Regions from separate parts of the Mus musculus genome. Here regions 1, 2, 3, 4, 6 and 7 are each linked to region 5. A link is a contact called in public Hi-C, HiCAR-type, HiChIP or PLAC-seq and promoter capture Hi-C data. All regions are on one chromosome and are shown on one strand. The core of a region is the stretch at or near the end of the contact, and the rest is flanking DNA. Distances in the headings are between cores, read along the strand shown.

Region 1 (3,385 bases), core at 656-3,155, 1.6 Mb after region 5:
ACCTTTTTCTTTTAGCCTTCTTAATTCTGGACACCTCTCTCTCTCTCTCTCTCTCTCTCTCTATATATATATATATATATATATATATATATGCATATATATATATATATATACATACATACATATACACACATACACACACACACACACATGGGGAACCTTAAAAATTCTAATTTTTTCTTTGGGGGTGGTAGTACATACCTTTTATCCCAGTACTTAAGAGGCAGAGAAAGACAGATTTCTGTGTTCAAGGCTATTCTAGTTTAAGTTTTAGGACAGTCAGGGCCATACAGAGAAATGCTGTCTTAAAAAATCTCAAAGATCTTCTGTATTCCAGGCTGGGATGTTTTGCAACCCCTCAAATGGTCACATACCTAGTTCAGAGTATGCTGGGAGCTGACTTACGTCTTCAAGAATTAAAGTTAATCTGGAGGACAAGAAAGAGAATGTTCTAGGCTTAGAGATCCGTACTGATCAATCTTCAGCTCCTCTACAGAGGCCAGCCAAGAAGACCTGGGTGTGGTGGTGAACACATGTAATCTCATTACTTGGAAGGCTGAGACAAGAAGGGTAAGAATTCTTAAGATCCTGCTCTGAAAAAAAAAATCCCCGCTGGCTCATTCTCTTATTTCATGATACATGAAATATTTTCCTTAAGTTGATTCCATAAATTGAGTGTAGTGAATATAGTGAAACGTGTCTGTATTTTCAGCAATTGTCAGTTCCCACTGACACACAACTAGCCATAGTCCTCTGGCCTTAATGTTCCTCTATCACCTGTCTGAGGGCTCTCTTCACCATCTGCTCTTTTGAGTCTGTCATCGGATTATTTAAATTTTTGGATTAAAAATCTTTTCTTGGGGTTGGAGATTTAGCTCAGTGGTAGAGCGCTTGCCTAGCAAGCGCAAGGCCCTGGGTTCGGTCCTCAGCTCTGGGGGAAAAAAAAAAATCTTTTCTTGTCGTTCTTGCATGTGAAGATCCCCACTCATCTGCAAGGTTCCTTCCCTGAGTCTGCGTGTCGGCTTCCTCCGAAAAGCTGTTTCCTTATGGATGGCCCTGAAGACTCTTCTTGTCTTCTCTTGATCTTCCCTCTTCTGTGTATCCCTCTGGGGTACACAGTCCTCAGAGACCCTCGATCGTGTTCCAAGGACTCCCGCCCTCCTCCCCCCAGTCGGGGGAGCCAGTCTCCTGTCCTCACCTCTACAACCGCCGCCGGCACTAACGAAGCTCTCCGGACCTGGGAGGACCAGCGGGACGCGCACGCCGGGCGGCGGCGATGACACGGGGCCGCGCGCGCAGCGTGCGTGGTGACATCAGTGCGCTGGCGGCGGCGGCAGGGCTGTTTGTTCTGCTCTCCCGCAGCCGAGGAACCGAAGCAGTGGCGGCGGCTGCGGCGGAGGCTGCCAGCAGTGCCCGCGGGCGAGCGGGGCCTGTGAGCGCAGCGGCGCGGCGGGCGCGGCGGACGGGCCCCGGCTTGGCGTCCCGGACAGCGTGCGGCGGCGTGCGGCCTAGCGTCTCAGGTGAGGGGACCGGTGTCCTTCGCGGCCGCGAGGCGGGCTGCCGGGGCCCCACGGCGCGGCCCGCGTAACCTGCATTGCGTAATGGGGCTGGTGCGCCACCACCTACGCCATCGGCGCGGGGGTGGGGAGGCCGCAGTTTCGTGGGCCCGGAGCCTGGTGCTTCTCGCGCCCTGCCGGGGCAGCCCGCGCCGTTGGGGCGGCGGCGGCCGAGTGGGCTCGCGGACTTTGTACCGGGGCAGTTGCGCCCGCCGCTGTCCCCCTTGGCGCGGGCGGCGGCAGGGAACGGGACCGGGACCGGGACCGGGGGCGCGGGCGCGCTGGGCGGCCGGGGGCGGGCGGGGGGCGGGCCAAGCTCCCGGCACTTCCTGCCGCCGCCATTTTGTCAAGTGAGGAGGAGGAGGAGGAGGAGGAGGAGGAAGCGACTGCCTCTGGATCTGCGGTGCGCGCCGGGCCGCGTAAGTCCGGGCCGGGGATGCTGACCGCGGGTACCGCCCGCTCTCTCTGGTTGCAGTTCCCCCTTGGGGCGGGTCGCTCTTGCGCGTCGTGCCCCGGCGCGCTCTCCTTCCGTCAGCTGGGTACTCCTGCCAGTGCTGGGATAGCGAGTTCCCGCTTCATAGTCTCACCTTTCCGGCTGTCCCCGGAGCTCTGCCTAGAAAGAGGTAGAAGATTTTGTTCACAGGGAGAGAGCTTCCATTGCACGCCTGCTCCAGGCTGGACCCAGGGGACAGGAAGGGTGACGAAGGACCAGGAGTCCCTCTCGACCCACCCACTCCCAACCTGGAAGCCTACTCTTTGGGTGCTTTGTTTTGATGGGTCTCTGCTTGCTGCCGTCCCTTGCAATGGCTTCTTACTTGCAGGAGTGTGTCGGTTTAGGGTGGGGATGTTGGAGAGTTGTGATTCAGCAAAATGACCCCCCCCCCCCTTACACACAAACACGGAAATAGCACTTAAACAAGAAGCCCCCAAGGCCGAGCTGGGTTGGAGATGGGAAATCCCACGTTAGTGTAGTGGACAGTGTGAATACTTTTGCTCAGGCCGGTGGGTGAGTCATGTGCCTCTGCTGATTGGCTGACCTCCCTGTTACTCAAGACAAGGGTTTTTTTGTTTGTTTTTTTAAAAGTGTTTTTAGCCTGCTTGTTTACTTGTTTATGCTTTTCGAAATCTGGTGAGATTATCTCCTGTGTGTGTATATATGTTGGATGCCAGTTGCAGCAGCCCTCTTGAGAATGTCTTTACTTATCATCAAAGGTGATATTAATAGCCCCTGGTTACTAAAATCCAACTCTCAGTGTACTTCTAAGCCAATGTGCTCTTCAGTGCTATAATAAAAAATTGGAAAATTTTTATGAATGGAGATGTCAACTTCCCTTGGAATTGGTAGAGCTTGGGTGTTGTAAAGAATGTCACCCACAGGGCTAGACAGATGGCTCAGCGGTTAAGAGCACTGATTGCTCTTCCAAAGGTCCTGAGTTCAAATCCCAGCAACCACATGGTGGCTCATAACCATCTGTAATGAGATCTGATGCCCTCTTCTGGGGTTTATGAAGACAGCTATAAATTAAAAAAAAAAAAAAGAAAAAAAAAGAATGTCACCCACAAAAATGCAAAGGAATTATGAATGTGTTTTCAATTTCAAGAAGTCTTCAGCTAGCCGGGCGTGGTGTCGAACGCCTTTAATCCCAGCACTCGGGAGGCAGAGGCAGGTGGATTTCTTAGTTCGAGGCAAGCCTAGTCTACAAAGTGAGTTCCAGGACTGCCAGGGTATACAGACAAACCCTGTTTAGAAGTCTTCAGCTGGGGCTCAGTTTTATGGGCTTTACAATAATTTACAAGAACATTATTTTATTCACTTTAATTTGGATGGA
Region 2 (3,190 bases), core at 453-2,952, 1.5 Mb after region 5:
TCTTTAGTTTTTTTATTCTTTGATACAGGGTCTTGCAGGAGAGCCCTGGCTCCCCCTTGAACTCACAAGCTTCCTGCCTCAGATTCCTAAGTACTAGATTTTTATGTGTGTGTGTAGTTATCACTCTGAGTAAAGGTTAGGACTCTATACTAGATGACTGAACTCACACAGGGTATACTCTTCAGCTTTTGCTTTTGTTCCGCACTGTGATTCGTCTGACATCATTAGTTAAAGAATTTATTCATTTTCCTTGCTATACGATACTCTTCGGTGTGGAAATGTCACTGAGTATTTGTCCAGCTGTCAGTGGACACCTGGGGTCTATGGAGTCCTTAGGTGCAGTGTTGGTGGCCATGTCTATTGGATGTCTGCCTAGCAGGGGAAATACTGGATCTGAGGAGAGCCACATAACCATGCTAGAACAAGGACTGGAGGTGTGGCACAATGAGGGCTACAACTGTCACGAACATGCAATCTTTAGTTCTAACTTAACACTGGTTTGGGGAACGTCTAGCCAAGAGTCCAAGGCCAGCCTGGGCTACAACACATGCCGTGAGCTCAAGGCCCGGTCTGTATAATAAAAAATGAAAAGACGGCTAGGCATGTGGCTAAGTAATAGAGCATAGGCCTTGCACCCAGGCCCTAGGTTCCACTCCCAAGGTGGAGGGGCTGGTGAATGGCTCAGCGGGTAATGTCACTTGCCATGTACGATCCGGAGTTCCAGCCTCCAATCTCACACAAAGGTGGGAGAGAACTGACTCTACCTCCACATGGCTGTCCTTTGATCACCATATGAGCACTATAGCATCCACACACACACAAATAATAAATCCATTCCAATAAAATTGTGGCAGCTTCCCTACATAAGTGAGTCTTTCCACACTCCGGCCACCAGGAGACTTTAGGGGGCCTTGCTAGCCAGCATTTATCCAAGATGTTCCCATTTCACAGAAGGCAACTGAAGCTCAAAGAGAAGTATGTACTGCCTCCTAGACCTTCTCGTCAGAAGCCAGAACTGCCAACCTCTCTTCCACCCCGCCACCTCCGCATCCTGCCCCCATCATGCCCTCCCAGCCTGACTGTAAAGGGGGGGGGGCGGGGGAGACAAGACAGGGTCACGTGGAGCTAGGTTCTGAGGAAGGAAGCTAGGCACAGTACAGACGGCTGCTGGTTCTGGACTGGCCAGGAAATCAAGGTAAGGGAGGGTGTACGTGTGGCATCCTCAAGTATGTTCCTGGAGGCGAAGCTGAGAAGAGACCAGGGAAGATGAAGCCAGAATGTGGGCAGACAATGTTCAGAACCTTTTGGTCTCGCAGCAGAGACTCCTCCGCCATGGACCCACCGTTGCAGAGTGAAGAAGATTCCCAAACGCAGCCCTCGCTGCCCTCTCCGCTGACATCCTACCGCTGGCACACTGGAGGCAGTGGGGAAAAGGCTGCTGGAGGGTTCCGCTGGGGCCGCTTTGCAGGCTGGGGAAGGGCCCTGAGCCATCAGGAGCCCATGGTGAACAGCCAGCCAGCCCCCAGATCTCTGTTTCGTCGGGTCCTCTCTGCACCCCCTAAGGAGTCACGGTCCAATCGCCTCCGGTTTTCCAAGACCCTGTGGGGAAGGCACAAGAACGTGGCACCACTGGAACCCAAGCCAAATCCGAAGGCCCCAGGTACGCTCTCCCCCAATCCAGCTGGGGCTAGGCTGGGTGGCCGGAAGCCTGGGTGTTTGTCTGTCAATCTAGCATCAGCCCTCTAGACACAGGAAGTTGTGGGGAGTATGAAAGCCCAGCAGGAAGCGGCTGGGGCCCCTAGCAGCGCTCATCTCTCTTTCCCCCTAAACTGGGGCGAGGAAGACTGGCAGGACCCGTAGGCAGCTGGGGTTCAGCTGAGAAAGGAGCATTGAATGGATGCATGCACCTTAGTACTGTGAGGATGTCTAATTGTTCTTGGCACTGACGGTTGTTGTCTTCGGTATCCAGTAGACCAAGCCGTTGGCTACATGTGGATTTGAGCTGCCATATATACATAGCCTATGTCTTACTTTGTTTCCTTGAATGTGAAATTCCCCTTCTCTGCCTTAAAGACAACATTCATTCATTCATTCATTCATTCATTCAAGCAGATGTTCATTCAGTGTGTGTGTGTGTGTGTGTGTGTGTCCTTTATCACAACACGTGTTGAGGTCAGAGGACAACCTGCATTTATTTATTTATATTAGAAAGGAGCAAGCAAGCCATGGTTCCTGGAGTCAAAGGACAACTTTCAGGAGTCAGTTCTCTCCTTCAATTACGTGAGTCCTGGGGATCAAACTCAGACAGCCTTGGAGGCAAGCACCTTTATTTGCTGAGCCATCTTGCTGGGCCAAGCAGAAGTTTTTTGAGCATCGAATTGGTCCCTGAGTGAAGCACTAAGGAGAGATGTCAGCAAAGCAGATGACACTCCCTGCCCTGTGGAGTTCACGTTGTAGTGGGTGGGGGAGGAACAGTTACAAACCTGCTGCAAAATGAGAACTGGGAGACTAGTGGACACTAGGAAGATTAGAGACCAGGGCCTAGCATATACTAAGAGATCCAATTGTAGGAAAGAGTTAGGGCCTCGGATGTGGCTCGGTGATAGAGCACTTGCTTAACATGGGAGGGGTTGTGGGATTGTGGGTTTTACACCCACCACCAAGAAAAAAAGAAGAGTTGTATGTATCACCTCTAGTGGTAAAATCGGGTTGAAAATACACCTAAAAGGTTGGTTCCGGGCTGGAGAGATGGCTCAGTGGTTAAGAGCTCTGACTGCTCTTCTGAAGGTCATGAGTTCAAATCCCAGCAACCACATGGTGGCTCACAACCATCCATAATGAGATCTGATGCCCTCTTCTGGTGTGTCTGAAGACAGTTACAGTGTACTTACATATAATAAATAAATAAATCTTTAAAAAAAAGAAAGATTGGTTGAGCTGGCGTTTGCTGGAAGCTCATGGTTAGTTCAGCTCTTTTCCTGGAAAGTTTTGAAATGCCTTCCATTCATCAGGGTTAGGACTACTAAAATCCCAGCACTTGGAAGGCAGGAGCAGGAAGATGATCAGTCTTGAGTTCTAGGCCTGCGTAAGCCATGTAACAAGGCTTTATCTCAAAACAACTGAGGCTCTGGCGAGGTGACCGGCAAGTCAAAGCACCTGGTGGAAACCCTGAGCCCACATGGCCAAGGAG
Region 3 (3,212 bases), core at 659-3,158, 1.6 Mb after region 5:
ACCTGTGAGGACATCAGAAATTAAACAAGACCTTGGGTGAAATCACACCAAGTGCTACAAAGTAAACTGCAGGATCTAGAGATATCATGGGGCTGTACTTTATCTAGGATTCCAGAAAGTATGGCACTCCAAAGAGGCAGTACACATAAAGCGGACTTATGTCGCATGTTCCCGGGTCACATGCACATGGTCCACTGCAACTGGCTTTCTTTTGCAAAAGTGGGGAGAAATTATCGTCAGGACATTGTATCTGGACAAATGGTAAAAACAAGCCCTTTTAATCACAGCAACAGCCTAATCTATACTTCTCTACCTCCCCTGCCCCAACTAAATTGTGAAGAACAGTTTTGGCTATCATATCAACTATTTCAGTATGTTTCTTTGAAGGATCTAGGCCTTTTAAAGAATGCCATTGTTATTACCCCTAAAGAAACTGCTAACAAGAACTGAGAGGTGGCTCAATGGCAAAGAACACACACTGCTCTTACAGAGAACTTGGATTTGGTTCCCAGCACCCACATGGCAGCTCACAGTAACTCCAGGGTATCCAGTACCCTCTTCTGACCACCTCAGGCACTGGGGGTGCATGTAGTTGCATAGACATATATTCAAGCAAAACAAATACATAAGCCTAAAAAGAATTGATAAACATTCCTTAATACCAATAGAACACCTACTTTAACATTTCTCAAAACCATAAGAAGGTACATGAATCATAGAAGCAGAGCTTGCTGTAGTTTATCCATTGTTTTATTTTTAGGGTTCTTCCAAGGATACCTCCCATGGTGACTTTCCACACAGCCAGGAGGAGCCAGGCATAGTGCTTAGAACAAGGCTGGTACTGGGTTACATTTTTCGTTTTGTGGAGCTGAGCATTGAACATAGGTTCTTATGTCAAGCATTTGCAATAATATATGATACATTGAGATATACTACTTGTATAACAAATAGCATACACATAAACAGTTATTTTTAAAGTGGTTTTTGAGAGGCAGGAGAGATGGCTCAGCAGTTAAGAGCACTAGCTGTTTTCCCAGAGGACCCAGGTTCAATTCCCAGTACCTTCATGGCAGCTCAGGGCTGTCTGAAACTCCAGTTCAGGTGATCTGACACCCTCACACAGACACGCGCAAGCAAAACACTAATACACATAAAATTTTCAAAAGCATCTTTATTTTGCAGTTGGAGAGCTCACATAAGGCCTTCTGTACATGCTAGGATAAAATGTTTTTCCACCAAGCTATATCCTTACAAACACTATTAATTGTTATGTAACGATTAATAAGAAAATAATATTTACTATTTACTTTGTGAAACTGGCCCTAATTCTTTACCCCTCCTTGAAACGGGGACTCACTGGAACCCAGAGTGGCTTAGAATTCATATAGTATAATCTGACCTCAAACTCGAGTCATTCTGTCTCAGGCTCCGGTATTCTGGGGTTACAGAAGTCAGCTACTACACATGGCCTTCTTCGTTTGTTTTAACGTTATCTCACATAACGTTTGTCAGGACCTTGTTTAGCAGTTAGATACTAATTTTCTCCTTTCAACATGGCTTTACCATTCTTGACTTCATTTCAGTGGCGGGGCGCAAGACGGTCGTCTCTGCTCACGCTGGCAAGTGTCTCGCTCGCACACACCAGGCGAGCACACGCGTGGGCTCGGACCTCTAGGTTGCATGCAGCTCCGCCCCTTCGAACCTTTCCATCTTCTCCCCTTGGCCTATTGGCGCAGGTTTTTGTTAACAGGAGGCGGAGAGTAAGGCGGGGTCGTCGGGGGTTGGCAGTATCTCCAACCACTGTCACGAAGAGGTGTAAAAATAGACAGGTAGCGAAACCAATAGGCGTGAAGTCCGAGGTTTGCAGAAGCCAATGAGATAAGGAGGCGGGGCTGGAGCGTGTGTGGAAGGACCCCAGGGATTGTTGTGGCGTCAGACGCGCAGAGTAGCGGTCTGTGTCCACGGCTCGGGTGTTCTCTGCGGCCATGAGCTACACAGGTAGGCCCAACAGGGTGAAGGCAGCGCTCTGGGCCGGGGCGTCAGGACGGGCTGAGTCATGCTAGGATCTCCTCTTGTAGTGTCGTGGTCATTGCCCTCTGTGGTCACAAAATGGCGTCTTAGGCTCTTCCCTTCGGGGTCGCATCCCTCAAGCTTCGGCTCTCACTGACCTCAGCCGGGCATCTTGGACTCTCCTGGCTACTCAAGGATTTGCTTGTGTCTTCTGTGACCGTAGGTCTTGGGCCTCAACGTTAGGTTCAGGCTTCCCGCACCTCCGTTCGTCATTCCCTGGCTAGTGCCCCACGGACACCCACGTCTAAGACGTCGCTTCTCAGGCCTGAGCTTCTGAGATCAGTCCGTTGGGGCGGCTGCTGTCGCCATTGCCTCCCTTGAGCAGTTTCTGTGCAAAACGTCGCAGACCCTTACTCATGGCACTCCCCCCACTTCATCTGGTATAAAGCGGGAGGGGGGGAGAGCCAACCTCCCCTACCTCACTCCCCCAGGGGGCGGTGAGAATCTGTAAATCTATATGAAGGCTCTGAACCGTTGCAGGGAGCTTTAGAGAGCAAGCTTGAACCCTGGTGACGAATGACTACTTTCCACTCAACTTACCGAATCAGGTGCTGAATAGACACTGAATGCTGACAAGAATTTCTTAAGCATCTTATAGGCGAGGACAGACAAAATACAATAAATATATTATTTTGGGTCTTGGGTATCCTGAAGAGATTCAGCCATTACACGGAGAGCTTTGAAGCCTCTGGGAAGGGTGACGTTTAAGAAGAGATGTAAGCAAAATAGGAAAGAGTAAAGATAGCTGTCGCTGTAAAACATACTGGGCTGGAACCGCCTACCTACTTAGATCAGTGATATTTGAGCAAAGAGGAAGGTGGGTGAGGAGCATGGTGAGGGGTGTGGAATATGCTTGAGTGACTGTAGAATCATTCTTGAGTGAGTTAGTTGCCAAGGCTCCCTGGGTTTGCCAATGAAACTTATCAGTCAGTGCCACAGACAGTGCCTCCCACTTTACTGGAGGTATTTCAGGCTTGAACTTAAGTGGTTGCTGGATAACCCACATTCTGTTTGGAATGTTTAAGGCTTTCAATGGAACCTGAGCTTTATGCCAGTCCTCCTAAGCCCCTGGGTCAAATGCTTGCCAAGAACCTTGGGATTTTTAACAACCATCCTCTAGGCCAGTGGTTCTCAACCAGGGT
Region 4 (3,128 bases), core at 109-2,608, 1.2 Mb before region 5:
GTAATTCCAGTTCAAAGAGATCTGAACTCCTCTTGGTACAGGAACCAAGAACCCAGGTGGCACCAGGAACCCACTTGGTACATATGCATATATGTAGATATGCATACAAATAAAATAAAAACAAATAAATGTTTCTAGAGTTAGGAAAATGGCTCAGCGGATGAAATGCTTGCTAACAAGCATGAGGACCTAAGTTTGGACCTCCTGTACTCATGTCCAGGCTGGGCAGATCACTCCTGTCTGTAACTTCAGCACCGGGATGCAGAGATAGAAAGATCTCAAGCTCTTTGGCCAGTCCATATGGAATCTGAGCTCAGCCATCCAAGTATCAAGATTCACTGAAAGATGAAAAGAATGTCTCAAAAAATAAAGTGTTTGCGCGAGCCCTCTGGACGTCAACCTCTGGTTTGTAAAGGCCAGTGAGCACCCACCAATATACATAAAAATTCACAGGAAAATGTTGAGTAAGTGTAAGTGTGGTGAGAGGCAAAGATTTCTACAGTCAAGTACTAAGAAACAAAGAGGGGAAGTAGTACGACCTTTAAAGCTGAAACTCATTGTTGAAGGAACATTAATTATAAAAACAGTTTTTAAAACTATTGAGCATAAAAATTAAATGTCAAATATCCGCCGTAGTTAGTCGCTGCTAAAATTTGGAAGAGTAGGTCATTCCTTGCCTTTGTTCAAATTGTTTGCATATATTATGCAAATACCCAGAACCATTCGAAGAACGCCTACTCGAAGAAAGTCAATGATACACTCCTCTGGACCCTTTGATTGGCTTGCCTATCCACTTCATTTGCATGACGTGATTTGATAACTGGAAAGCCCCGCCTCCCTGACGCGTTTACCTCTCACGAATGGACACCAGACCTGAAATTCTTCCAGGGTCTATGTAACTCCGCCCTCGACTAACTAATCCCTTCCATTCGTCGCAGTTCTTTCCGTCTTCTCCGCTGAGAGTGACCGGGGCCTAGCATCCCTTCCCTGCGTGTCTCTCGGCTCCCAGCCGTCCGCGGACCAACTACGCATGCGCATCCTTTTTCTCCCACCATCCGTCGTGTAAATTCTGCGCCCCAACGGCCTCGCATTCCGCCCGGTCTACGCGTCTCAACTGCCGACGCCAAGACGTCTCCCTAGCCAACCGGCGTCCTAGCGTCTGTAAGTCCCTCCCCTTTATGCAAATATCCTCCACACACTGCCTTTATTTTTTTAAAGTAGGGACAGCCCTGAAGAGCGGAGGGGTCGGAGAGTAAGGGCTCCGCCCCCTATGCAAATAAGGGGGCGTGCCCAGCCGCGGAGGGAGGCGGGAGGTGGGGGGTGTTCCCGGGGGCGGCGGTTGCCCGGATGGGCCGTTAGTCGGAGCCCAGCCGCGGAGTGAGCGAGGGAGACGGGAGGAGCCGAGCGCGGCGCCATCCGCCGCCATCCGCCCCCGCCCCGCCGCCATCCGCCCCGGGAAGCCTTTGAGCCCGGGTCCCGGACCCCCACGCACCCGGCTAGGTGAGTCTGGGCGAGCTGGGCGCTGACGCCCTTTCCGGCGCGGGGCGGCGGCAGCGGCGGCGGCGGGCCGGGGGAGAAGCTGCCATCAGCCGCCGCCATCTTGTCCTCCTGCCGCCGGCCTGCCCCTCCCCCTCGGCCTGCGCCGGCCGCTCCCAGGCCGCTGTGGAGGGCTGGGGGCGGCCGCGGCCCAGCAGCCTGCTCCTCAGGGCACGACCGCGCTCCAGGCCGCGGTTCCTGCTCGCGTCGCGCCCTCGGCCCCTCGGCCGGCCCGGGGCCCCTCCGCCGCCTGTAGACCTACCCTTTGAGGGGCTCTTGGTGTTTCTGGAGCCCTTGCTGCCACCCGGCGCTATGGCTCCCGGTCTTTCTTGGTCTTTGCGTCGAGTCACTCTGGTTCTGGAGCCCCGCTTTCGGCCAGCATCTTCGCCTTTCTGCGTCCCCCAAGCCTCTGCGTTCCCTTTTCCCCCCATGGCCCTATCTCCTCCTCTTCCCTCTTTTCTTCTGAGCTCCCCTGACACTGCCCCTTGTCAGCCTTCCTCAGCCGTTCCTGCTTCCCTCCCTGCTTTCTGCTTGATTCTCTCTTTAGCAGTTGAAATCTGTCTGCTCTACGGTTTTTCTGCTTTCTCCCCCTTTCATGGTAGATTTCAGATTGCCTTCCTTAAGTGCCTAGAGAGCAACCCCTGTCTTCTTTTCTCTGGCTTGTGGTAAAGTTAGTTCTCTCCCCGATTTTGGCTTTCATCCTAGGCCTGCATGCTTTCTTGCTATCTTCCATCTCTTTTTCACACTGTTCCCACCCACAAATGAATGCCCGGTCACTCGAGGATGGATTCAGATGTAGAGTTTTTCCTGCCTGAGGAGTAAGGGCTGTTAGGGGAACAAATGACTGCTTATGAAGAGACTGGATGAGGATAAAAATGGTAGTTGGTTCTGGGTTTGGCCTCTGCTGCCTGGCCCATGGTTACAGGGTGTTGTCGAGGTAGCTCCGTCATGCTGTGGTTTTCCTCAGTTTTACATGGGGTCCACTAGTTTTTTGTTTTTTTGTTTTTTTCTGCCAGCAGAATTGTTTCCAAGAGCCTGTGTGGGGGCTATGTAAGGAATAGATGGAATATTTTGCATCCAGGGGTTCTGTGGAGCCCCTGTTGTTTAGTAAGGCTTAGTCTGGCACCAGCTCCTGGTCTGAGAGCAAGCTCATAAAAATCCTTAAGCTCCCAGCATACCTTCCTTCAAACCTCCCAGATGGGACTTAAGGCTGCTGGGAATGAAACCTGGGACACAGGGCCCTGGGGCGTGATTAGGGAGCTGGTGTCTAATAGGTTGACAATCTGAAGTTCTTGTACTTGCTCGATAGAGTTGTGTACCTCATTCTGGTTTTCTCTGGGGCTTTGACTTGGTTGTTCAATTTAATCGTATGTCTCTGAAATTATTTTGGAGGAGTGTAAGATTAGTTGCCATTTCTAAATGGCACAAAGGATAGATGGGTAAGATACTAGGTTGCTACTTGGTTTTCTTTGTTGGGATATGTCAGGGGGAAGGGGGCTGTGGAAGCCAAGTGGATGGTGGTTGCTTAAGAGACTGTAGTGTTTTACACAAGCCAGAGAACCAAGTATTTGGGCCCTAAAGAGAATGCAGAG
Region 5 (3,494 bases), core at 857-3,356:
AGCCACTTGGTATGCCCAGCCCCACCGCAGAGGTGCCCCCGAGGGTCACTGCCCCGTGCTCAGCTGTGTTCCCTGGTGGCTGGCCTGGAGCCTGTGAAGAGGAGGATGGGAAAACCAAGATCTGGTTGCCCGGCACATCCAATGGAAGGAGGGGTCGTGGAGGGTGGGTGAGGGCATAGGAGGAAGGGGTGGGTCCTCCGGGGTCATCAAGCCCTGCCCCAGCGCCCCCACCCTCATAGGGGCCAAAGTCATTGGAGGATTCACAGAAGTTGACCTGCTCTTCCCCCTTGTCTGCAGGCTCGGTCAAGGTCCGAACATCACTGATACTGAGGGTAGCCTCGGGCTCTCCCCCTGCAGGAACCCCAGAGCCGCCTCCCATTTCTTCATCCTCATCATCCTCACAAGTCAACACCAGATCTTCCTCCTCTTCCTCATCTTCTAGATCGGGGTCTTGGTGGACCAGGGAGGCTGGTGCAGGGCAATTTCTAGCTTGCTTCACATACACCCAGTGTTTCTGTGGCACTGCACTGGCAGGCATGCAGTTAGACCTCCGGAGCCCAGCCCCGGGGGCCACGGCCCCTCTCCCATCCCCACCGTCATCGCATAGCTCATCGGCCTCCAGCAGCAACTTCCCGGAGGTGGTACCCGCACTGCCAACCACAGGGGCTGGGAACACCGGGCCACCATCCCGACGGTTCCCACTACCTGCTGCTGAGGCCACAAATGCATCCTGGGAGGTAGAGGAGAAATCAGTCGACTCCCGGGGGCTGAAGTAGTTGCTACTGCTGGGAGACTGATTCTCACTGGCCCTGCTGGAGGTATGGGAACGGACAGAGCCTACGGTGGCAGGGGCGACAGTGCCCCCATTCCCTGATGGGACACTGGCACAAGGGACAGAGACAGAGGGGGCTGCAGCAGTAGTGACAGTGGTTGTAGTGGCTGCGGATCGACCCTCCCGAAGGAGTTCAGTGCACTTATCCACAATGTGCCACATCTGGAGGACCGACCCCACTGTGAGGAAGTTGACAATGTCCGCAGCAGCCATGCTGAGGCGGCCCGTGTAAGCTGAGGCCAGGACAGTCTCAAAAGCGCCTGGGTCCATGACGCTTGGCAGGGAAATGGAAGTCATGCCTTTCAGTAGGACCTGGTCGTGGAAGTAAGGAGAGGAGGCAGCCAAGACGGCCCTGTGAGCGCGGAACTCCCGTCCCTGCACGCGGATGGACACATCACAGAGCTGACCCTGGAGCCGCTGCTGGTTGAGGGATTCCAGGAGGGCACTGGTCACCTCAGGGAAGGACACGTGTACCACTGCAGCTGCCGGCAGAGGCAGTGGCGGTGGAGCCAGTGACAGAGGCAGTGGGAGTGTGGCCCCACTGGGTGACAGAGCAGACGGCTCCATGCTGTGGAAGGAGATACCCCCCCAGCCACAGGAACAAAGGAAAGAAGAGGGCGGCCGGGGGGGTCTCTAGGGAAAAAAAAAAAAAAAGAATAACAGCATTTTGAAAGCATCACTGATTTTAAGCCATCACAGTATTTAAAAAAAAAAAACAGGTACCCCTGTCAACCCCATGGTACAGACGGGGCAACTGAGGCTCACTATTAAGTAAAACATCCAATCAAACACCACCAAACCGCAGCGCTAGCAAAGAAAGTATTCCAAGTTTAGTACTCTCGCTCCTGGGTCAGGAAATAGGGGGCTCTCAGGGAAGGGGCGTCTATCCTAGTCTACGGCTTCACTCTCAAAAGAACGCCCCCTCCTTGGTGTTGCGTACCGATTTTCTTGGGGTGAAGGGGTGTTCTCCACAGTTCTCAAGCTCCTCCCCCTAGAGCCCCCAGTTGATCCCGACCCCGCCCCTTCAGGACCCTCCAGGGCTCCGCCCCCTGGATCCCCGACCCCGCCTCGTGTTTGCCCCCGCCCCCGAACCCCGCCCCCCAGTCCTCCCCAATCGCGCCCTCGGACTGTTCCCCAGCCTGAGGGGGGCCCCCAGCCCCGCGCGCCCCCGCTTACCTGGCCGCGCGCCCCCGGGCCCCCCCCCTCACTCCGCGACCAGAGCCGCAGCCCCAGCCCCTCCCGCCGCCATCTTGTGCCGACTCCCTCCGCCTTCCGCCTCCACTCCGCCTCCCGGACCTGCGACCTTAAAGGCGCAGGCCAGCACCCCTCCTGTGCCGCTGGGCAAAAGTCGACCGACAGCGACACTTTTCCTTTAAAGAACCGGCGCTTCATTCCGCCTTAAAGGTACCAGGTCCCGTCTGCGGCTGAGGACTCAGGAATTGGTTTGGCCGAAACCTTCGTTCCCCTTTAATCCGACAAGCCTACCTTGTCTCATTGACCAGTGCTGGCTTCCGCTTCCCAGGCTCCACCCCGAGCTCTGGACGTTAGCTTGCTCGCGGGATCTAACAGCCCTTTTCCCAGCATATGAGAACCCCCCAAGCCCCGCCCCCCTCCTCCAGGCCTGGATTGGCCAAATCACCTTGAGTCAGCCCCTGATTGGCCTTTTCACTCAGACCGCTCAAAACGAGAGAGGAAAGCTGCTTAAGAAGGCTTCCGAAGCACTTATCTTTAAAAGTGCCTAGGGGAAGAAGGCTCAAGGAAGGGTTAAGGATGAGGACGCCCTAAAAAGAGAGCCAGGATAGAAAAGGCAGATCCAGGTGACAGCTGTCACAAGAGAAAAGGCAAAGTAAAGGAAAGAATACAATAAAAAGAAATTCATTGTTTATTAATGTGTCTGTGTAAAACTTAAAACATTTTGATTTTTTTTTTTTGTCAAAAGAAACACCATCAAAACGGGAGGAGCTCTGTCCATCTTTTACTCCATCATCTTCCAACAGCCATACAAAAAACCTTCTGGATGCAGGGAGCACGGGGAGCATGGGGCCTGCTAATCAGAGTCTGAAAGCACGATGATCTCCTCCGGGTCGCACTGTGTGGCCACACTGGTCTGCAGACAAGTCAGAGGAGAAAGAAGGGTGAGCCAGGCATGGCGGCTCACGCCTTTAGTCCGAACACTCAAGAGGCAGAGGCGGGCTGATATCCGAGTTTGGGGCCAGCCTGATCTACTACATACAGAGTTCTGGGACAGTCAGGGCTACATAGAAAGACCTTGTCTCAGAAACAAAACAAAGCAGGATGGAAGGCTGGAAGATGGCTCAGCCACTAAGCACGCAGCTGCTTTGCAGAAGACCCGAGTGTTGTATCCAGTCTCACATGGCGGCTCTCTGCCTTCTCCGTGACTCCAGATCTATAGGATCAGACGCCCTCTTCTGGCCTCCATGAGCACCAGACACAAATGTAGCACATAGGTATGCATGCCAACAAAACACCTATTTACATAAAATAAGTCTTTTTTGTTTTGTTTTACATGGTCTCACTATGTAACCTTGACTGTCACTGGGTAGACTAGACTGTGGCCTTGAAGTTAGAGAGACCTGTATGCCTCTGCCTCCTGGTTGATGGGGTTAAACCTAAACACACACACACACACACACACACACAC
Region 6 (3,085 bases), core at 192-2,691, 1.3 Mb before region 5:
GAAGGTTGACTATTTATGGAGAGAAAAGTTAAGTTATTTATTTATAGAGAATAGAAAGAGGGGAAAAATAGAAAGCCGTCAGATGACAACTAGGTCCCAGACACAAAGGTGTCTCACCTCAGACAGGACCCATCTAAGAGAGAGATGGCGAGAGAATTAGATGTGGGTGACCAAGGGGTTCTAGAAGAAAGCACGAAGCTCTAAAAGCCAGCCACTGCTTGGCTAGACATCCACAGGGACCCCCTGCACCATCTGTGAAACCCAATAAACCTCTTTTCTCTGAGATTCTGTCTGCTTGTGTCTGTCTTGCGTTGGGGGAGAAACTTCCTGGTCTCTTTAAGGAGTGGAGCAGGGGACAGAGGCCTCAGTTGGTCCATGGGATCCGGGCAGAGCAAAGAGACATGAGGAGCAGGCAGCTCCCAGAGACATGGTGGATTCACGGGAGTGAGGCAGCTTAACTGCCGGAGGAGACCCAAAGGATGAGCTAGGGAGATCCATCCAAGGGTGGAGAGAGATGAGGGTTCTGGGGAGAAGTGACTCCACTGGAGGGTGGGAGAGTGTTTAGGAGTGGGAGGGTGGGGGAGGGGAATCCTTGGAAGACCGGGGAGTCATACGGATTGGGAGAAATCCTGGAAGCAGGGCTGTGGGACCTAAATGTCTGAGTTGATGTACCGCAGTCAAGATATGGCAGAGGCTCCGTGGAAAACTCACTTGGGAGCAGGGACCCAAAGCAGCAGCCTGAGCTCATGATCAGAGTGAAAGGAGAAGGCTTGTGAGGTCCGTGAATTCCCAGGGCTGAGTTCATTCCCTCTGGGGCTGCCCCATACTCATCCCATTACCCCCCCCACCAGCCCTCCCAAAGCCCATGCACACTTCCCAACTCTCAAGCTGCTCTGCCTTCAGCCACTTCCTCCAAGAACTCAAACAGGGGGCTTTCCCTCCTCAATATCATGTCTCCCCCCTTATGCACCCAGCTTTCAGAAGCACCCCCCCATGCTAAGTTCTCCCCCATGGATGTCCCATTTAGAAATCAAAAGGAAATAGACACAGGCATGGTCTTTCTACAAAGAAACAGACAATGATTAGCTCTGGAGGACAGAGAAGAAATGGGTTTCAGTTCTCAGGGTCCTATACAACACACACACACACACACACACACACACACACACACACACACCCTCCTGATTGGCCCCAGATTGCCACAGAATCCTGGTGGGGACGACGGGGAGGAGATTCCTTGATGCCTGGGTGTCCCCAACTTTCCAAACCCTCTGCCCCCGCGATGGAGAAGAAACCGAGACAGAGGTGTAGGGCCACTACCGCTTCCTCCACATGAGATCATGGTTTTCTCCACCAAGGAAGTTTTCCGAGGGTTGAATGAGAGCTTTTCCCCGCCCTCTTCCCCAAGGGCTATAAAGGCGGCCGTCTGCACAGCCAGCCAGCAGAAGCTCCCTCAGCGAGGACAGCAAGGGACTAGCCAGGAGGGAGAACAGAAACTCCAGAACATCTTGGAAATAGCTCCCAGAAAAGCAAGCAGCCAACCAGGCAGGTTCTGTCCCTTTCACTCACTGGCCCAAGGCGCCACATCTCCCTCCAGAAAAGACACCATGAGCACAGAAAGCATGATCCGCGACGTGGAACTGGCAGAAGAGGCACTCCCCCAAAAGATGGGGGGCTTCCAGAACTCCAGGCGGTGCCTATGTCTCAGCCTCTTCTCATTCCTGCTTGTGGCAGGGGCCACCACGCTCTTCTGTCTACTGAACTTCGGGGTGATCGGTCCCCAAAGGGATGAGGTGAGTGTCTGGGCAACCCTTATTCTCGCTCACAAGCAAAACGGGTTAGGAGGGCAAGAAGGACAGTGTGAGGGAAAGAAGTGGGCTAATGGGCAGGGCAAGGTGGAGGAGAGTGTGGAGGGGACAGAGTCAGGACCTCGGACCCATGCGTCCAGCTGACTAAACATCCTTCGTCGGATGCACAGAGAGATGAATGAACGAACAAGTGTGTTCACACGTGGAGAGATCTGGAAAGATGTGGCCAGGGGAAGAGGGGATAAGCAAGAGATAAAACTCAGAGACAGAAATGAGAGAGGCATGAGAGATAAGGAGGAAGATGAAGGGGAGATAACGGGAGATCAAGCACAGAGGGCACCGCAGAAAGAAGCCGTGGGTTGGACAGATGAATGAATGAAGAAGAAAAACACAAAGCTGGGGGGTGGGGTGGGGCAAAGAGGAACTGTAAGCGGGGCAATCAGCCGGGAGGCTTCTCCTTTGGGGTGAGTCTGTCTTAACTAACCTCCTTTTCCTACACAGAAGTTCCCAAATGGCCTCCCTCTCATCAGTTCTATGGCCCAGACCCTCACACTCAGTAAGTGTTCCCACACCTCTCTCTTAATTTAAGATGGAGGAAGGGCAGTTAGGCATGGGATGAGATGGGGTGGGGGGAGAACTTAAAGCTTTGGTTTGGGAGGAAAGGGGTCTAAGTGCATAGATGCTTGCTGGGAAGCCTAAAAGGCTCATCCTTGCCTTTGTCTCTTCCCCTCCAGGATCATCTTCTCAAAATTCGAGTGACAAGCCTGTAGCCCACGTCGTAGGTAAGATTTCTTTACATGTGCCTTGAGAATGAAGGGGCATGATTTTGGGGGGCGGGTTGAGGGGTGTCGAGCCAGGCTGAGAAAAGACAGAGCTCTTAGAGACAGCACGTGAGAGTCAGAGCAGTGACTCAAAAGCAAGGCATCAGGGGGCCACCCGGGACCTCATAGCCAATGGGATGTGGAAAGACAGAGGGTGCAGGAACCGGAAGTGAAGTGTGGGTAGCTGCTGAGGCTCAGGATGTGGAGTGTGAACTAAGAGGGTGACACTGACTCAATCCTCCCCCCCCCCCTCAGCAAACCACCAAGTGGAGGAGCAGCTGGAGTGGCTGAGCCAGCGCGCCAACGCCCTCCTGGCCAACGGCATGGATCTCAAAGACAACCAACTAGTGGTGCCAGCCGATGGGTTGTACCTTGTCTACTCCCAGGTTCTCTTCAAGGGACAAGGCTGCCCCGACTACGTGCTCCTCACCCACACCGTCAGCCGATTTGCTATCT
Region 7 (3,106 bases), core at 576-3,075, 1.9 Mb before region 5:
TACTGCTTACATTCTAGATACTGCTTACTAGACCCTTCCCTTTGTTGTTGTTGTTTCTCTTTTTAAAAGAGGTTTTTATGTGTATTGGTAGTTTGCTTGCATGTATGTCTGTGTACTACTACTATGGGTGACAGAAATTGAACCTGTTCTGAGAAGGGCAAATTCTCTTAATTGCTGAGCCATCTCTCTAGCCCCACGTATGTTGTGTTTCCAAGACAGGCTCTCATTTTGTAGACTAGGTTAGCCTCCAAAGTGCAATGATCCTTCTGTCTCAATATCCGTATTTCTTGGGAGTTTGGGCAGGCACAATCTAATTTTTCCTTTCTATTTGTTCATTTAGAGACTGAAGCTAAAGCTTGTACCTCAAGCTGTCTAGGTAGCCTCTAGGTAGCCGGTGTTGACCTTGAACTTCCCTTGCCTTCTAGTCAGAATTCGGGGACTAATCATGTGAACCACTCTTGCTCTAATTAATCATTTTGTATCCCTTTAAAGCTTTGAGGATACTTAGTAATTTTCGAAACCCTGGAAAGAGAACATTAAGGCCTCTAACTTGAGCCCATTCAATCAACTCCCTTCTTCCTGCTCAGTTCCAGCACATTGCCACAGACTCACCTAATGAATAAAATCATTTAACTGGAAAAACAAACAAATCCCCTTGCTTCAAGCAAGTGTCTGAGAGAGGGAGGCACTGTCTAAAGACTGACATTCTCTTAGTCTGTCCACCCTACAGCCTGTCCTGACAGGATGACCAGAATGTCTTCAGCGTCGTCTGAAAGGCCCAAATCCCACGCAGATTTTACATACACCTTCTGTCTTAGGCAGGATTTCCATTCCTGCACAACCAAGAAGCAAGTTGGGGAGGAAAGGGTTTATTCAGCTCACACTTCCACATTGCTATTCATCACTGAATGAAGTCAGGACTGGAACTCAAGCAGGTCAGAAAGCAGGAGCTGATGCAGAGGCCATGGAGGGATGTTCTTTACTGGTTTGCTCAGCTTGCTCTCTTATAGAACCAAGACTACCAGCCCAGAGATGGCCCCACCCACAATGGGCCCTTCCCCCTTGATCACTAATTGAGAAAATGCCTTACAGTTGGATCTCATGGAGGCATTTCCCCAACTGAAGCTCCTTTCTCGGTGATAACTCCAGTCTGTGTCAAGTTGACACATAAAACCAGCCAGTACACCTTCATTCTTTTGGGACATCAGCTCCATGCAGTTTTCACCACGATCTTTGCAATTTTGTTTCTCTTTTGAAAATCCTTGAGACAACTCCCTTGGAAACAGAAGGGTAATTCTTTCTTCTGGAGGGATGCGAGGGAGCTGTGCCTTACTGAAATTCCTGTCTTGGGATCACAAAGAACTAGATACTGTGTATCAGGGAAGGACAACATAGTTCTCAGGATTTTCCGCTGAGCTATGCAGTCTGGCTTTTCTAGACCTACTGCGGTGGGCAGCTGGCAGGGCGTGTCCAACACACCTTCCAACTCTGGCACCTCAGATCTCCTAATTACTACATTTCTCCAAACCTCTTTTAGTACAAAATCCTCTCTCAGAATAGAAAATAGGAATCTCGTGTGAGGACATTTTTCATGAAAAAATAAAATCACACACACACAAGATAACCCCAATTCCTCATACAGTACCCACCCATTCCTAACTTCTTTTTGCAGCGTGGACAACAATAGAGAACTACAACTCCCAAAAAAGACTGCGCTCGCCACTGGCTCAGAAACCAATGGCCGCCTGGCACGTGATCGGTTGGTCTAATCAGCGACTGGTTGGGTAGGCTTTGTCTAAGACCCGGGGCGCCCGCCTATCTCCCGCCCCCGGCCGCGCGAACGCGAGCCCCGCCCTGCGCGCCTTCCCTCCTGCGCTCGCCGGCCTCTTCTGCCTCTTAGAACCTTCCTGCGGTCGTGCTTGCATCTCGCTGCTGCAGCCTCCCGGGCTCCGGTCCATCCTTTCAGTCTGAGACCGGCCCAGAAGAAAAAAACCCCAAAAACCTTAATTTTCTTTCTTGTTCGGTACCTACATTGGAACCATCAAAAACAATTATTTCAGTAAACCGTAGCCATGAGGGAAATCGTGCACATCCAGGCCGGACAGTGTGGCAACCAGATCGGTGCTAAGGTAAGGACTTTAAAATTTTAGCTGAAATATGTAAAGATGAGAATTCTGTGTTAATTGTGAGCATTGTTCACGGAGTTCTTGCATTCTCCACCCGTCAGATTTGGCCCCTCAAAGTTTTTCACGTATAAATATAACCCATATTTGTAGCTAGCGTTCTGATATTGAAAAATGAGGAAATGTTTTTCTTGGCACATTTTCGGAAAGCTAATAAAAGAGCCTTTCGAGTTTAGGGAAAAGGAGAGGCTGAGGGACTGTGAAGAGCTGGTCTTAAAAGGGGTTTTCTAACGGTTCGAGGACTGGAGGGATGCGGAAACGATCCGAGACAAAGCCGAGGCGAGGTTTTCCCCTTGCGCCACCCCCACCCAGCCTGGAGGGCTCTACTGGAACAGAATGGAGGGGGGAAGGGGCGAGGTTTGGCGGGCAGCTGCAGAGGTGCCCGGTGCGCATTACCTCTCAACAAAGGCTTGGACACTCCATCGAACCCGCCATCCCAATGCTTTTTTTAGGTAATGACTCTGTATAGGGGCCTACTTTTACTTTTCATTGCCCTTTAGGGTGTGAGCGGTATGAAAGTGAGCTTTTCAAATATGTGAGACTGTCTGGGAGACTAAGGAGAGGGAAGGAAGGGAATAAAGATAGGCAATGGGGCTTTTTAAAGATTTTTCCCCCTTTTTTGCTAGCAATTAACAATGTAGCGGGGGAGGGGAGGGAGGAAGTGCGGCCGCTAAATTGTAGCCGAAGGGTGGGACCCTTTGGGGGCGGGGTTGGAGCCCCTGGCGCGCAGGGACAATGCGGCCCCTACCCGCGGGGGCGCACTGGCCCCGCCCCTCGAGCTAGGCCCCGCCCGCGCTGCTCCCGCCTTTGTGGTTTGCTGGAGGAGCGGCCCGCCACCGCAGTCACGTGGAGCACGTAAGGGGTGGGCGACTGCAGTGGCCGCACCTTTCTCCCCCAACTCTTTTGTGCTGGCCTGGAAGGGC

The links. Promoter capture Hi-C pulls out the DNA fragments that hold promoters and counts their contacts. Hi-C and Micro-C count contacts between places; a contact is called where the count stands out from the background. HiCAR-type assays count read pairs that join an accessible place to other places. HiChIP or PLAC-seq counts read pairs in DNA pulled down with a chosen protein or histone mark. Capture Hi-C pulls out chosen DNA fragments and counts their contacts.
Region 1: a contact with region 5 is called in an H3K27ac HiChIP or PLAC-seq map of microglia, with 5 times the contacts expected there. The contact joins the promoter of Brd4 here to the promoter of Zbtb22 in region 5. A contact is called at or near these places in 4 of 39 promoter capture datasets (cranial neural crest, hippocampal neurons, liver and 1 more), 2 of 115 datasets of contacts at active chromatin or transcription factors (embryonic forebrain and microglia) and 1 of 9 other capture datasets (pancreatic islet).
Region 2: a contact with region 5 is called in a Hi-C map of B cells, with 5 read pairs. The contact joins the promoter of A530088E08Rik here to the promoter of Zbtb22 in region 5. A contact is called at or near these places in 3 of 39 promoter capture datasets (cranial neural crest, maxillary cranial neural crest and stem cell-derived epiblast-like cells), 1 of 484 Hi-C or Micro-C datasets (B cells) and 2 of 115 datasets of contacts at active chromatin or transcription factors (embryonic stem cells and forebrain).
Region 3: a HiCAR-type map of astrocytes shows a contact between it and region 5, with 6 times the contacts expected there. The contact joins the promoter of Akap8l here to the promoter of Zbtb22 in region 5. A contact is called at or near these places in 8 of 39 promoter capture datasets (the C10 cell line, cranial neural crest, hippocampal neurons and 4 more), 7 of 115 datasets of contacts at active chromatin or transcription factors (astrocytes, embryonic forebrain, embryonic hindbrain and 4 more) and 1 of 9 other capture datasets (pancreatic islet).
Region 4: a promoter capture Hi-C map of embryonic stem cells shows a contact between it and region 5, with 3 times the contacts expected there. The contact joins the promoter of Prrc2a here to the promoter of Zbtb22 in region 5. A contact is called at or near these places in 5 of 39 promoter capture datasets (the 3T3-L1 cell line, the HPC-7 cell line, cranial neural crest and 2 more), 2 of 115 datasets of contacts at active chromatin or transcription factors (pancreatic cancer cells and stem cell-derived neural progenitor cells) and 1 of 9 other capture datasets (liver).
Region 6: a contact with region 5 is called in a Hi-C map of B cells, with 7 read pairs. The contact joins the promoter of Tnf here to the promoter of Zbtb22 in region 5. A contact is called at or near these places in 1 of 39 promoter capture datasets (the C10 cell line) and 1 of 484 Hi-C or Micro-C datasets (B cells).
Region 7: a promoter capture Hi-C map of liver shows a contact between it and region 5, with 3 times the contacts expected there. The contact joins the promoter of Tubb5 here to the promoter of Zbtb22 in region 5. A contact is called at or near these places in 5 of 39 promoter capture datasets (the C10 cell line, cranial neural crest, hippocampal neurons and 2 more), 1 of 484 Hi-C or Micro-C datasets (erythroblasts), 3 of 115 datasets of contacts at active chromatin or transcription factors (astrocytes, pancreatic cancer cells and pro-B cells) and 2 of 9 other capture datasets (adipose tissue and liver).

Annotation. Positions count from the first base shown.
Region 1 is chr17:32,282,653-32,286,037 of GRCm38.p6, reverse strand. Brd4 (bromodomain containing 4) reads left to right here and starts at 1,905. Exons shown (of 20, transcript NM_020508.4): 1 at 1,905-1,975.
Region 2 is chr17:32,401,526-32,404,715 of GRCm38.p6, reverse strand. It overlaps A530088E08Rik (RIKEN cDNA A530088E08 gene), which reads right to left and starts at 1,702. Exons shown (of 1, transcript NR_029458.1): 1 at 1-1,702. It overlaps Rasal3 (RAS protein activator like 3), which reads left to right and starts at 1,135. Exons shown (of 18, transcript NM_001374604.1): 1 at 1,135-1,195; 2 at 1,317-1,660. The coding sequence starts at 1,333.
Region 3 is chr17:32,349,273-32,352,484 of GRCm38.p6, reverse strand. It overlaps Akap8l (A kinase (PRKA) anchor protein 8-like), which reads left to right and starts at 1,908. Exons shown (of 14, transcript NM_017476.2): 1 at 1,908-1,998. The coding sequence starts at 1,986.
Region 4 is chr17:35,163,107-35,166,234 of GRCm38.p6, reverse strand. Prrc2a (proline-rich coiled-coil 2A) reads left to right here and starts at 1,358. Exons shown (of 31, transcript NM_020027.3): 1 at 1,358-1,500.
Region 5 is chr17:33,914,788-33,918,281 of GRCm38.p6, reverse strand. It overlaps Zbtb22 (zinc finger and BTB domain containing 22), which reads right to left and starts at 2,106. Exons shown (of 2, transcript NM_020625.3): 1 at 2,009-2,106; 2 at 1-1,465. The coding sequence starts at 1,399. It overlaps Daxx (Fas death domain-associated protein), which reads right to left. Exons shown (of 8, transcript NM_007829.4): 8 at 2,692-2,939. The coding sequence ends at 2,880.
Region 6 is chr17:35,200,363-35,203,447 of GRCm38.p6, reverse strand. Tnf (tumor necrosis factor) reads left to right here and starts at 1,441. Exons shown (of 4, transcript NM_013693.3): 1 at 1,441-1,793; 2 at 2,310-2,364; 3 at 2,543-2,590; 4 at 2,885-3,085. The coding sequence starts at 1,608. Lta (lymphotoxin A) reads left to right here. Exons shown (of 4, transcript NM_010735.2): 4 at 1-283.
Region 7 is chr17:35,837,020-35,840,125 of GRCm38.p6, reverse strand. Tubb5 (tubulin, beta 5 class I) reads left to right here and starts at 1,825. Exons shown (of 4, transcript NM_011655.5): 1 at 1,825-2,129. The coding sequence starts at 2,073.